Linked DNA regions of Mus musculus: all the other regions are linked to region 2. The links are chromatin contacts, called in public Hi-C and HiChIP or PLAC-seq maps. All regions are on one chromosome and are shown on one strand. The core of a region is the stretch at or near the end of the contact, and the rest is flanking DNA. Distances in the headings are between cores, read along the strand shown.

The links. A called contact is a pair of places that touch in the nucleus more often than the background predicts. HiChIP or PLAC-seq counts read pairs in DNA pulled down with a chosen protein or histone mark.
Region 1: a Hi-C map of erythroblasts shows a contact between it and region 2, with 2.2 times the contacts expected there. The contact joins two enhancer-like sites. A contact is called at or near these places in 2 of 484 Hi-C or Micro-C datasets (erythroblasts and neutrophils) and 1 of 115 datasets of contacts at active chromatin or transcription factors (acute myeloid leukemia).
Region 3: an H3K27ac HiChIP or PLAC-seq map of acute myeloid leukemia shows a contact between it and region 2, with 4 times the contacts expected there. The contact joins two enhancer-like sites. A contact is called at or near these places in 1 of 15 datasets of contacts at CTCF or cohesin (embryonic stem cells), 3 of 484 Hi-C or Micro-C datasets (all in embryonic stem cells) and 1 of 115 datasets of contacts at active chromatin or transcription factors (acute myeloid leukemia).

What each region holds. Positions count from the first base shown.
Region 1 is chr4:143,103,742-143,108,653 of GRCm38.p6, forward strand. Prdm2 (PR domain containing 2, with ZNF domain) reads right to left here. Exons shown (of 10, transcript NM_001081355.3): 10 at 3,650-4,912. Among named protein-coding and RNA genes, the nearest start is that of Mir7021, 30 kb to the right of the region's middle. Within about 2 kb of position 3,055, at least 26 of the 459 cell types and tissues checked have an H3K27ac peak or open chromatin away from gene starts, as enhancers often do. A contact at or near this core is called in acute myeloid leukemia, erythroblasts and neutrophils, where this site is marked.
Region 2 is chr4:143,275,724-143,280,165 of GRCm38.p6, forward strand. It overlaps Pdpn (podoplanin), which reads right to left. Exons shown (of 6, transcript NM_010329.3): 2 at 348-484. Among named protein-coding and RNA genes, the nearest start is that of Pdpn, 22 kb to the right of the region's middle. Within about 2 kb of position 2,493, at least 176 of the 459 cell types and tissues checked have an H3K27ac peak or open chromatin away from gene starts, as enhancers often do. A contact at or near this core is called in acute myeloid leukemia, erythroblasts and neutrophils, where this site is marked.
Region 3 is chr4:143,033,824-143,038,392 of GRCm38.p6, forward strand. No RefSeq gene overlaps it. Among named protein-coding and RNA genes, the nearest start is that of Mir7021, 100 kb to the right of the region's middle. Within about 2 kb of position 1,513, at least 9 of the 459 cell types and tissues checked have an H3K27ac peak or open chromatin away from gene starts, as enhancers often do. A contact at or near this core is called in acute myeloid leukemia, where this site is marked.

The sequences.
Region 1 (4,912 bases), core at 1,805-4,304, 170 kb before region 2:
TATATATGTGCATACGTGTGTAGGAGGTATACACATACACTTGAAGACACCTGTGCATCCGTGTATGCATGTGGACCTGCACACAAGAAGAATCATCAGGATGTCAGAACTACGTTGGCAATCTCAGTCTAGTGTCTGGCTCAGCTCTGCAATGCTGGGCTCTGATCTAGGTCACTCAGCTCTGCAGTGCTGGGCTCTGATCTGGGCTGGTACTGCAAAGCCTGGCCTGTGAAACCTGAGCCTCTTCTATGGCCATGAACCTGACTTGGAACAAAAGTCTGGCAGCTGAGTGCTCTGTCCTGGGGGTGAGACTGGTCCCTGTGGCAACATTCCCATCTGCTGGAGAAACCAAACCTGTGGAGGAGGAAGGAACAGTGAGGGCAGGAACCAGCAAGTAAGAAATGTCTGTCGGCCATTGGTCCCTCAAAGGCTTGTGTCCAGTTCCTGGTCCACATCCACCTGCTGTGTGATGCTGGCCAGATCGTTCAACATCTCTAAGCTTTTGGTGTGATGGTAATTGATGCCCACAGAAATGGCTTGTTGGGAACTGCCTGGCACATCATGGGACCCAGAAGCTGGTCCCTTGCAATGGCACCCACCTGCCTAAACACTGAGTAGATATAGTCTGGATGCATTTCTTAGCTTGCCAAAACACCACCTGCAGAGAGGAGCCTTGGGACCTGCCCTGCCACACAGAGCCTGTCAGATGAGATAGAACTGCTGAGACTTGGCAAGATTCCCAAAAGCCCCTCCCTGCTGCTTCTATTCCTGTGGTTAAAATAAAGCCCACCATGACCAAAAGCAACTTGGGGAGGAGATGGGTTCATTCTGTCTTACAGCTTGTAGTCCATCATCCAGGAAGGGCAGGGCAGGAAGCTGGAGGCAGGAACTGAAGATAACTATGAAGGAGTACTACTTACTGGCTTGATCCTCATGGCTTGTCCAGCCTGCTTTTTTATATTTTTGGTTGTGAGCCTAGCCTTTAACAGCTGAGCCATCTCTCCAGCCCCCAGCCTGCTTTCTTATATGATTCAAGACTACCTGCCCAAGGGTGGCACTGCCCATGATGGGCTGGCCCTCCCACATCAAACACTATCAAGAAAATGTCCCCCAGGCTCATACACACACTTTCTCAGTTGAGGTTCCCTCTTCCCGAGTGACTGTAGCTTGTGTGAAGTTGACAAGAAACCAGCCAGCACACCATCTGGGAAGCAGCAGCAAACATCTGGAGCAACATCTTGGGGAGGAAACTCGGAGGAGCCCACGTGTTGGAGGAGGCAGAGGTACCGACTGAGTTCTCAGACCTGTCCAGCTGCCTGTAAGTTATGCAGAGATCCTGGGTTGCTGCTTTTGTGTGCCATAACGCAATGTGTCACCTGTGCTATGGTGAACTTTTCAGAGATACAGCTGCACACATCAGTCCTGTGCCCATAATCCCTCACCTATGTTCCTGCTAGCCCCATTAAAAACTCACTAGTTCATCAAGGCCAGCAATGGCCCCACAGTTAAGAGCACTCCTGCTCCTGCAGAGTACCCAGGTTCAAGTCCCAGGACTGACATGGCAGCACAAAACCGTCTGTGTCTCCAGCTCCAAGGGATCTGGTGCCTTCTTCTGGACTGCCCAGGCTCTGCGTCTGTGTGGTTCACAGGCACACATGCAGACAAAACACCCATACACATAAAATAAAAAATTTAAATATACAAAAACAAAATCTCATCTGCTCACCAGGTTAGACTTCAGTGTAGTCCTTATTTATTTATTTATTTATCTATTTATCTATTTATTTATTTATTTATTGGTCTGTCCTGGACTCCCTTTCTGCGATGAGTATGTGTGTGTGTGTGTGTGTGTGTGTGTGTGTGTGTGTGTGATCTCTCCCCAGGAAAAGTCTGTCACACAACATTGCTACACAGAGAAATTACTTCTGGTGACCAAGATGGAGATCAGCTGAGACCTGATTAGCATCAGCCAGAGTTCCTGCGACTCCTTCCCTTCTAGAAAACCCTGATGGCCAACTCCAAGCGCTCTCAACACCCACGAGGCAGGCTGACCTCCTTAGCCGCTCTCTTTAGCATCTCAAATGCTCTACTTTCTCCTGCATGAACTCAGCTGGCAGTCTTCTTGCCGCCACCACTGTGGGGTTCCAGAGTGAGACCTGTGTGAACCCAGCCCTGAAGTCCAGGACCAGGGATTGAAGGTGCAGGCTTCACCGTGTGAGGAGGTTCACCTTCACATTGCTCCAGGGTGGGAGGTTGTATGCCGTGGTCAGTCCTGCACGTGGGTGGAAGTGAACACGGGATCAGGTTGAACCTGATTTCAAGGTATCTGAGGTTTTCATATGAGAACACCACTTCTTCAATCCCAGAGGATGTACGAGTGTGTCCGGCCTTGTACAACCTCTGGAAGGGGCTGAAGAGAACAAAATTAGGTGGAGCTCTGCCCGATCCTTGCCTGTCTTAGCATGAATGACCAACTGACACAGCATAAATATTCCCCTCTTAATTGAGTCTCAGTGCAGTCTGTGTACTTATCAGGTTGGCACAAGCTATTGTCTTCATTGATGTAGAACGGCCAAACCTACAGTGGGCTCTGTAAGAAAGCTAAGCATGAGCCTGTGAGTAAGCCAGCATCGTTCCTCATGGTTCCTGCCCCGATTTCCCTCAGTGATGGGTTGCAACCTGGAAGTGGAAGCCAAATAAACACACTCTTCCCCAACTCACTTTTGGCCCAAGTGGTTTTGTTGTTGTTTTGTTTCTGTTTTTGTTTTTTAATCACAGCAACAGACGGAAACTGGAACAGTACCCCCACTTAGGTGGGGCTGATGTAGCTCACCTCCTCTCCTGACTTGGGCCTGGGACATTCTGCTGACACCACTGGTTCTCAGGTCCTTGGACCCAGACTGAATGGTACCCTTTGCAAAGCTTCTCAACACCATGCTTGCAGACAAGCAGATCATGGTGCCTCCTTTTCCATATATGGAAATCTCCTCCTATTGGCTCTCTCTCTCGGGGGTGGGGGTGGGGGTGGGGGGTGCTGATCTGCCACTTCTGCTTTTTAAAGAGTGTTCAGGTGAAAATAGAGAACTCTGTAGAGAACTCTGGACTCTCTCTCCTCATACAGTATCTGGACATCAGAGAAGTTTTGCCCATAACATAAAACAAAACACTGATGCGTGTTCTTCTGTAAGTCTACTGCATCCAAAGCAAATTAGCTCTCAATAAACAATGGGGAGGTGGCCCGGGAGTTAGGAGCATGAGCTGCTCTTGCCAAGGGCCCAGTTTGATTCCTTGCACCCCCATGTCAGCTCACAGCCATATTTAACTCCAGATCTAGGATATCTAGCATCACTGTTGGGGTGCAGGGCCCCCCCCCCAACACACACAGGAAGACGACAGCGTATTGCAATCACAAGAGACTGACCAGCTGTAACTGAATATGGTAACATACTATCTGATGCAAGGGAGAGTGACTTGAAGCTAGAGAAACCTTGCCCAACCCAAGGACGTCCCCACCACTGGCCTTCTCTAAGCCTCTGGTTTCTTTCATTCCTAAATCAGAGCCTACCCCACCTTTGCTCCACCAGCCCACAATCCACCAACTCGGGAGATGAAGTCTGAAAACGGAGAATGAGCGTGCGCACACTCGGGATTCACAATCGCTCAGCACTTTTATTGTTCACTGTCTTCACATGGCAGAATACTGAATCTTCTTCACTGGGACGGAAATCCGCTAGCTTGGGAAGACCGCCACTGACCAGGAAACACCTCGTCTGACAAAACTTTCTCTTTGTTTTCCTGACAATCTGGGAAGTGTTGAAGGGTGACCCAGCACAGTTTGCACATGCAAAGAGAGGGAGGGAGGGAGGGAGGGAGGGAGGGAGAGAGAGAGAGAGAGAGAGAGAGAGAGAGAGAGAGAGAGAGAGAGAGAGAGAGAGAGAGAGAGAATCCCCCACGAGCCCAGCAACATTTTCCAAGTTTGACTGAAAGCAGTTTGCTAAGGCTTTGGGTTCGTGCGGTTTTTCCCGGCTGCAGGGCGTGGCTGGGATACAGTGCACGCGACCAGCTGTAGGACAGACTGTGTCAGTGGGGTTGGCGACAGCCATGAGTCCATGCTTTCGAGGACTAACTGCAGGGTGCGTAGAAGGAGAAAATTCCAGTTGAAGAAATAAAAGAGGGGCACGCCAGAGTCTGGCTGGGTGGGTAAATCGGAAAACTGTGACACTGGACGTTGATGGATGTTTTCCTGCCCATGTGAGGGTCTCCAGGGACCCTTTTTCCTGGACCAGTCAGTCCCCTTACTGCAGCCAGTCAACTGATTAATTAAATAACACATGTTATAAAACTTTAAAAATGGGGCATTTACAGCAGGGTCCATAAATACGTGCTTTTAAAAGTGTCTACATACATATCTACAGAGTTGCAATATCAACCATAGTAGCCCTGAAAAAGACAGCCCCTCTCTTGTGTGACAACTCTCCCAAGTTCTGTCCTCCCACTTTGACAGGTAGGGACCAGATCGGAGCTGAGGAAACATTACCAAAATCGTCTCAGGCATCCTCCGCCCCAAAGGCACAAAACCCAAGGACCTCAGTGAGCAAGGTCCGTGTTTCTGCCGGGCTCCAACTGTCCACCACAGCAGAGGTCAGAGGTCAGCCCTGCCCTCCCCTGGCAAGCGGTTTTATGGCATCTGAAAATCACCCGTTCAAATCCTCCTGGTTTTTGTTTGTTTGAACCCATCCATATACTTTTTATTTCCCTTTTTATTATTTTTTTTCCTTTGCTTCACTTTGCAGCTAACTTGCAAGGGTCAGATGCTAATGGTGTAGTGGGTCCCACCATGGGAGACAAAGAAGGGCACAGGAGAGTCACATCTCCACCCCAGCGTCCCTAGACACTGCTTCTACTAAATGAG
Region 2 (4,442 bases), core at 1,243-3,742:
ACTGTCACTCTCTTCAGACAAAGCAGAAGAGGGCATCAGATCCCATTATAGATGGCTGTGAGCCACCGTGTGGTTGCTGGGAATTGAACTCAGGACCTCTGGAAGAATAGTCAGTGCTCTTAACCGCTGAGCTGTTCCTCCAGCCCATGAGAAGATGTGGTCTATTGTTCTCAAATAGTCTGTGCCAACATAGAAGCTCTCTTGTCCCTGAATGAGACCCATGTCACCGTCGTGAACCACACCACCATTTCCTTGTATGGAGCTGTTTTCCTACATAAACATACATCACACCCTGGCATGTGACAGCCTGTTTTTAAGGCCAACTCCCCCTTTCCTTAGACACTCACCAGAGGTGCCTTGCCAGTAGATTCATTAAGCCCTCCAGTAGCACCTGTGGTTGTTATTTTGTCTTCTATACCTGGGGGCACCATGCCGTCTCCTGTACCTGGGGTCACAATATCATCTTCATTCACGCCTATAGTCCCTGAAAAAGAAAGGCCAGTCAGGGATGCAGTATGCAAATGACGAGGGCAAAAATAATTGGCTACCTACAGTCATGATTCTGTTTCCTACATTGTAAGATGTGGTCTTTTCTGTCCAACCTCTGTACCAGAGCCAACACCACTGTCCTTGTGGTGCCTCTGACACACACCATGGCCTGCTTGTCTCCACTTAGAAGCAAAAGAACATGGAAACACATGGCGAAGGTGCCAGCTAGATGCTCTGGCCATGGACATGTCTGCCCTTCCCTTTTTAGTAGAGACAGTGTCTTCCGTGGCTAATGTGCTCAGGTGGACAGAGTATTGTATAGACCAGAAAAACTCTATAGAATCATTTGAACAATTTCTAAACATACTGCCGGGGTCCATGTTCTGTCCAACAAAATAATTGTCTGTTCACTTTTTACAATCAAACTCAGGCCTAGCATTATAGCCCAGCAATGGAGCCCATGCTTGGAATGTCTTAATTCCCAGCACCAAATCATTAACCAGTTAAAAACAAACAAACAAACAAACAAACAAACAAACAAACGTATGACTGGTAAGATGGCCACAAAGACTTGGTTTGTTGCCAAGCCTGAGAATCTGAGATCAATCCTGGGACCCACATGGTGGAAGGAGAAAACCAATTTTGGAAAATTGTCCTCTGATGGTCACATATGTGCCATGACACATGTGATATATAAATATATAAGATGTAATCCAGAAATATATAAGATGTAATAAAATTTAAAAGTGTATCAACAAACCAAATCTCCATTACTATTTAATTGAGATCGCTGCTCACTTGGATAATTAAGACCGCTGGATCACTGACGTCATAGACTTCTTTCAACTTCTTTTTTGAGATGGGCAGGGCCCCTCTACATAAGCCCTGGCTGTTCTCTAACTCACCAGGGAGACCAGGCTGTCCATAAACTCACAGAGACCCACCTGTTTCAGACTCCTGAGTGCTGGGATTAAAGGTGTGCACCGCCATGTTACATATGGAGTATGGAGTCAGCACTATACTTAAAGGTGTTGAGATGCAACAGGATACTTAGTACCAAGAGCTAAACTTATCTGATGCAACTGTTCTAACATGTGGTGTGTGTGTGTGTGTGTAGGTATGTATGTGTTATACTGTGTGTGTAGAGTTCAGAAGACAACTTCAGGTGTCACGGTGGTTTGGATAGGAATGGCCTCCTCAGACTCATGTGTTTCATTGCTTAGCTCGTATGCAATGGTACTATTAGGAGGTGTGGCCTTGTTGGAGGAAGTGTGTCACTGTGGTTTTTGTGGGCTTTGAGGTTTCCTATGCTCAAGCTATGCCCAGGGTGGTGGTATACAGTCTCCTTCTGCTGCCTGCGGATTGAGTTGTTGAACCTCCAACGCCACGTCTGCCTGTACGCTGCCATGCTTCCTGCCCTGACAGTGGGCTAACCTGTCAGTCAGTCTCAATTAAGTGTTGTCCTTTTTATAGGAGTTGTCCTGGTCATAGTCTCTCTTCACAGCAACTAAACTTTAAGTAAGACATCAGTTCCCCACTTCCACCTTGTCTGAGACAGAGTCTCTTATTGTTTACCACTATATAAGTCGAGCTAGCTGGCTTGTGAACTGTGGACTCTCCTGTCTCCATCCCCCATCTCTCAATGGAAGCACTAGGGCCACAGATGGCTAGAGCCACTATAGCATCTGCTTTCAGTGGGTTCTGGGCTTTAAACTCAGGTCCTCGTGCTTGGATATCATGTGAGTTAGTTACTGTCAACCTGACACAAACTAAAGCCACCGAGGAAAAAAAGAATCTTAACGGCGAAGTGTCACTGCTTGCATCTGTCTCCCCAGATTCCATGTGCTAGATAGAAATCGAATCTCCACAGTCATTGAGTCAAACAGTGTTTGAAGCTGGGACCTTGGAAAGGTACTGAGAATTGAACGAGGTCATCAGGATGGGGTGACCAGGAAGTGACTGGTGGGTTAGTAAGAGGAGGGTAGATCTGAACTGACGCATGCACTCGTACGGCGACATCACATCTTTGGCAAAGCTATGCCATTACAACGGCACCGGCAGAAACAGTACTGTGCTCTTGAACTTTCCCACCTCCAGAGCCACAAGGAGAATAACGATCTACGCTTTTGATTGACGATCTACACTTTTGATTGACATGCTTTGGGGTATTTTGTTACCGCAATGGAAAATAGAGGGACTCAAACAGTGTGAGTAGAGTTGACAAGTGCCCTCCTCTGCTGCCTCTGACTAACCGTATATCAGGGCATCTGCTCTTACTTAACTCACGTAATCCTTTTCACGAGTTACAAATCTGACTCACTGGCTACGGGCTTCCTCCCTAGACTGGAGCAGCAATGGAAACGCCATGCCTAAATGCAGTTGCGAAAGAAGCACAGGCAACGAGAATGGGAGGGAGGGGTGCTTGGAAAGCGCCCTGTGTAATTAGAGAGCAGATGTTTTCCGGTGACGAGCCATGCTTCCCTCCATGCGTTATTCTCCCTCTGTTAAGACAGCCCAGCCAGGAGCATGGCTAATAAACATTTGATCATAACTCCAAGTGCTCATGCCAACGGGGTGGGAGGCCCCTGGAGGAATGTTGCTCTGTTTCGGAGGAGCCTTCTCTGTGCAGCTGGCCCTGTTCCAGTTGCCAACGGATGGCTTTAGATGAGCTACCTAGCGTAGGCATCCTTAAAACAAAAAACCAAAAAAAAAAAAAAAAAAAAAAAAAAATCTCAGGAAAAGCCTTAAAACCTTCAAAACTCAGTGCATACCAATAGTAGACCTCCTCTTGTGGTCATTTGCTACTGTGGGCTGAGGGCAGGGACTGTGACTGCGGAGTAGACGGATGTTTAATGTCCATTTTTCAGACAAATAATCCCTACTTAAAAGCTAAGCACCCCCAGTGAAATAGACACTTCTTCAGTGGCGTTGCCACTGGAAAGATACCCATACTTCCACAAGCAAACCCTCACCCACACTCCTGTAGGCAGCCCTATAGAATCTCACTGGGACACACAGGCGCACACACACACAGGCACGCACACACACAGGTGCACACACACACACACACACACACACACACAGATATGAAATCAGGAAGGGAGTAGTTTGTTAGTTTGGAAGAGAATGAAAACTTGAAGGATTGTGAGAAGGACCAGAAAGAGGAGAATATGGTTAGAACACACTTATATGTGTATATGAAAATGTCAAAATGAAACCCGGTATCATTGACATTTAATATATGGTAATAGAAAACATTAAAAAAACAAAACAAACAAACACCCCTTCATTCCCCTGGATTGAATTCAGTTTTAAACATCAATTATTAAAAGGTTTCCTGGAACCACTGTCAAAATCATTTTTCATCCCGTGTCTCTAACTTAAAACAAGCCCTGCTTTAAAAACAAAAGTTCTGAGTGAAGCTGGCTTCAATTCCTTCATAGAGAGCTCAGTTCACTGAGAGAGTAACTCAGTAAAAATTCCTCCTTGTTCTTTCCTCCCCTTGGCCCGCGGAGCCAAGAACTGAAGTCGCCCTGAATAGACAAAGGGTGTTTTATGAATGACCATGCGTGTCTTTTGTCTCCCTGGGCCAGCATTCTTTTCGGCTCCATGGGAAAGTTATCTTTACAAGATTCTCAATTATTTTGGCTGAAGGCTTTCCCCGGTGGAGAGCGTCGACCAGGCCAGCTGCCGAGTTTCCAGCCAGCAGCTGACATTCCCCTTTCTCTTTTCTTGTAATCTCCAAGCCGTGGATTGATGTCTTTGCACTCATGTGTCCTCCCAGGAGGTACACACCAGCATGCTGGCGCTCAGGGATGCACTTCGAGCTTGCATACAAATGGTAGGTAAGTAGAGAGTGAGGAATCTACAATTGCAACCAATGCTCTCAGTCTGGCTTGCCAGGAAAGTTCTGGAAACATCTGTGTCCCTTCCCAGTCACCTGAGTACACTTC
Region 3 (4,569 bases), core at 263-2,762, 240 kb before region 2:
AGGAAGGAGAAAGAGAGGAGAGGGGGCAAGAGGGAGGAGAGAACACATCCCTCCAGAAGCTTCAGAAAGCTCCCACGCAGCCAAGAAGCTGCTGGAAAACCCTATCTGCATCCAGCAGACCTCAAAGTAGCAGCGATCCTGCAGGCCTGCAGGAATCTGGGTTAAGACACTACCCTTTGATCACAGCAACCAGGTCTGGCCTGGTTTGAGGTTCCCCTGGGAAACAGTTACCCAAAGTACCCTACTGATAACAACACAGCTTAGAGAGAAGGGAAGGCAAAGGGGAACAGGGCATGGCACGCCTTCCTTCTGGGAACTCTGGGCCTCCATTTCGCAGGGACTACTCATTTTGGAGACATTCTACAGGGCAGAAACAGGAGGCAGAGGGTGTTGGGACCTGCCCAGATCCTTACGGCTCCACTGTCGAGGTATAAATAGCCAAAGACATATCGGCAAATTGGAACTCAACCCAGCTGTTCCTATGGCTTCCATTAGCACAGGTGACACTGCGATGCCTGTGTCAGGGGTAAAGCCACACACTTTAGAGAGAGAGAGAGAGAGAGAGAGAGAGAGAGAACAGAGTTTGGCAGGCAGAAAAGTCTGGAATAAGAAATCCCACAGAGTCCAGGCATTGTCACTTTCTGGAGGCCAGCAGCAGCTCTCTGTTCCTCCTTCTCCTCCTGGGGTTTCCTGTTCCTCCCATCACTCAGCCACCAGAAGACCTCACAGTGGGCAAGATCCTAAGAACTAACTCCAGACCACAGCTCCTTTGAGAGTGAAAGTCACATGGCTAATAATTGTTCTGGAACCACAGACAGACCTTGGAGTGGTCCTAAACTCACAGGCAAATGTGCTCGTCCAACTACAAGCCAGATGTGGCTCCTCTTACTGTGTTGAGTGTGTGTTGGCTCATCTTAACTCCATATACCACTGTCCATTTCACAGATGAGAAAGGCAAGGCAAGACCTAAGATTTGGACCCATGCAGTCTACCTGCAGGTCCCATGATTGTCACCAGTAGGCTATGCCACCTGTCTGGGAGCCTAAGTATACTCTCTGATAGTGTCTGGTTGCCCCAAAGCTGGGCTTTATAAAGCCACGTACCATACTCTACCCTCTGCCAATTCCTTGGCTCAGGGGATCTCCCCATGGCATTGTAACTGCTGCTGCCAATCCCAAACACACACACACACACACACACACAGAGAGAGAGAGAGAGAGAGAGAGAGAGAGAGAGAGAGAGAGAGAGAGAGAGAGAGAGAGAGAGAAAGAGAGAGAGAGAGAGAGGGAGAGAGAGAGAGAGAGAGAGAGAACAGAGTTTGGCAGGCAGAAAAGTCTGGAATAAGAAATCCCACAGAGTCCAGGCATTGTCACTTTCTGGAGGCCAGCAGCAGCTCTCTGTTCCTCCTTCTCCTCCTGGGGTTTCCTGTAATGTCACCATCACAGAGGGCAATTCATCCCTTCAGACACCCCTGTAACACATAACGCTGACGTCATCCCCACAGCCAGCCCCAAGGGACTGAGGAGACATCTCAGTTGGAAAAGTGTTTGCCTGCAAAATGAGGAACAGAGTTCAATCCTGGACACCAGCATAAAAGCCAGACATGGTTGCCTGCTTATAACCCTAGTGTCTGGATGGGGTATGGGGCTCACTGGCTAATCAGTCTAGCTTAATCAGTGACCCCCAGGTCTCAGTGAGAGACCCCCGTCTCAAGGAAAACTAAACTGGATGGCCTCCAAAGAGGAACACCAGATGTTGTCCTCTGGCTTCCACATGTGTGTGCATTTGCACACACATGAGCACAAAAGAACAACGCAAGTGGACTGTGTCCATGAACCCGCTTGTCCATTGGCTTCTCGGTGGACTCGGCCAATAGGAGGTACACGGGGAGGTCAGAAGGCAAGAAGCAGGCGAGCTTGGTGGACATTTCCTCTTCTGTTCTTGCTATGATCCCGGGAAGCTTCCTCTGCTTATTAACACTTAGGTCCAAGGCTCTAACGCCTCCACCCTCCTGTGCATTTCCAGGTTGCCTCTCCCTTCTTACCTCCACTTCCCTTCACATCGCTATGAAAACCAATCATCCAAACTGAACACAAAGCCCACTTCCTGTCAGGACACGATAGTCTCGGGAGGGAACCAATAGGCAGCTAGACCATTCACAGACTCAATCTGGCAGGTAGTGTGAAGACTGGGAAAACAGATGCAGCCTTGTCCCCGTGGACCTGACGATCCAAGGAGAGACACCCAACTGCAGAGAAAGGACAGCTCTGCGGTGCTCCTGGTGAGCAAGCCGAAGTCGTATGATGCGGATCAGGAAAGGCACTGACCAGCCAGGGAGGTCAGAAGGTATACAGGACACTGTGGTGGCATTGTTTCGCCATCTGCTGGCACATAACTCAGTGTAAGTGCTGAGGCAGGAGGAAAGACCGCTTGTGGGCTGTAGAAGCTGCAGCTGAGGACACACTGTGTTCCGAGAGCTTTTTCATCCCAGAGTGTGGCCACTGTGGAAGAGGAGGCTCACACACACCCCAGATTAGCTCTTCCTCCTGGAATCCATGGCTGTTCCTAACCTGGGAACGTATTTTGCAGCTGGCCAGCTTAGAAGTTAAATTGTTACCCCATCACTCCACCCAGATACAAATGTTGAAATCTTGCTACCTGCTACTCTGAATGCCGCTAGCTGCACATTGCACTGGCTCCTTTACAGAGGTGACTGGGTTAAAGCCGGGTCACTGGAGCGGACCCTAACCCACCCAACATAACTGGTATCTTTAAAAGAGGGTAATGTGTAAACAGACACTCCAGGAAAAGTGACTTCATAATGAGATGTGCTGCCCACAAGCCAAAGAGAGAGGCCGGGTTAGACATTCACTTTACAACACTTTCTCCATAGACTTTCAGCATCCAGAGCCCTGTAACGAGACACTTCCTTGGCATGTGTGCCCCTTTTGTGGTATTAGCTACAATGTGTGCCCCTTTTGTGGTATTAGCTACAATAGCTCTGCTGGGTAAAGACAGCCGTGAATGTGATGACAACTGTGCTTATGGGAGGGTGGTGGAGGGATGCTGACCCACCCACACACTGAAAAGGAGCCAGGGCAGCCTCAGAGGCAGAGAAGCAGGTGGTGCAACCACTGGGAAGCAAAGATACATTTCTTCCCTAGAGCTCACGGGTGGGGGGGTGGGGGAACATAGCCCTGCTGACAATCTTCATTTCCAGTGTCTAGAACCATGACAGGAGGCTTTGCTGTAATTCACTGTGTATACGGCCATTTGATACAAAGGTGCAGGGAGACAATATGCTACCTCATTTTAAAGCATGATCTAACTTTGACTAGGGGAACTCACACAGCCTTAGTCAATAAGCTTTATGATGAAGGCTTTTTATATATATATATATATAAGTTTTCTACAACCTTCGAAAGTATAGAAATTCAAAGGCTGTGGAGATGGCTCGGTGCTTGCAAGCATAAGGACCCTAGTTTGATTCCCAGAAAGCACATTCAAAAAGCCAACCTGGAGAGCTGACTCAGTGGCTTAGAGTACATAATGCTCATCCAGAGGACCCAGGTCCAGGTCCCAGCACCCATATCAGGCTCTCGCAGCCACCTATAACTCCAGCTCCAAAGGATCGAACAGTTCTGGCCTCCACTGGCATACACACACACACACACACACACACACACACACACACACACATAGATACACACATACACATAATTTAAAATAAAACAAACCTTACCCAGAAAAAAAAAAAAACGGGTGTATTGTTCACTTTTCTGTTGCTGTAATAAAACACCATGGCCATAAGAAACTTAGGGAAGGAAGTGTATATTGGCTTATGGCTCCATAGGGAGAGTCCATAAGGACAGGGGAGGCATGGCAGCCTGGAGTGAGAAGCTAAGAGATCACATCTCAAAACCACAAACACTAAGCAGTAAGAGTGAACCAGGAGTGAGGCAAGGCTATAAATTCTCAAATCCCACTCCCGGTGACATACTTCCTCCATCGTGGCTGTGCCACCTCCCGAAAACCTCCCCCAAATAGTGCCACTAACTGGGAGCCAAGGGTTGAGATACCTGTGCCTACTGGAGACATCTCTCATTCACATCGCTATGCCAGACATGGTAGCATGCACTTGCAATCCCAGCACTGAGAAGTGAGAGATCCAGGGATCCCTGGCTAGCCCATTGAGACTACTTGGCAAGACCCAAGACAGTGAGAGACCCTGACTGCAAAATTAAGATCAACAGCACCCAAGGAAAAACACCCAAGGTTGCTCTCTGGCCATCACATGCACACACACACACACACACACTGTGCATCTGCATACACATAATACACAAAAAGAATATCAAACTTCATGGTTTGGGGAACTGTCTGAGATGTCTATGGAATACTGATTCTACAGATGTGTTAAGAATGTATTAGACATCTGGGATCACCCTGGGCACCCAGTAGGGACAGACGGTGATGTCAAGAATGATTGCGGTTACTCCCCAGACTCTTCCTGTTTTCTATAGCAGGTTCAGAGCACAGTCGTCTCTGTCAATCGTTTCATTGGAGATG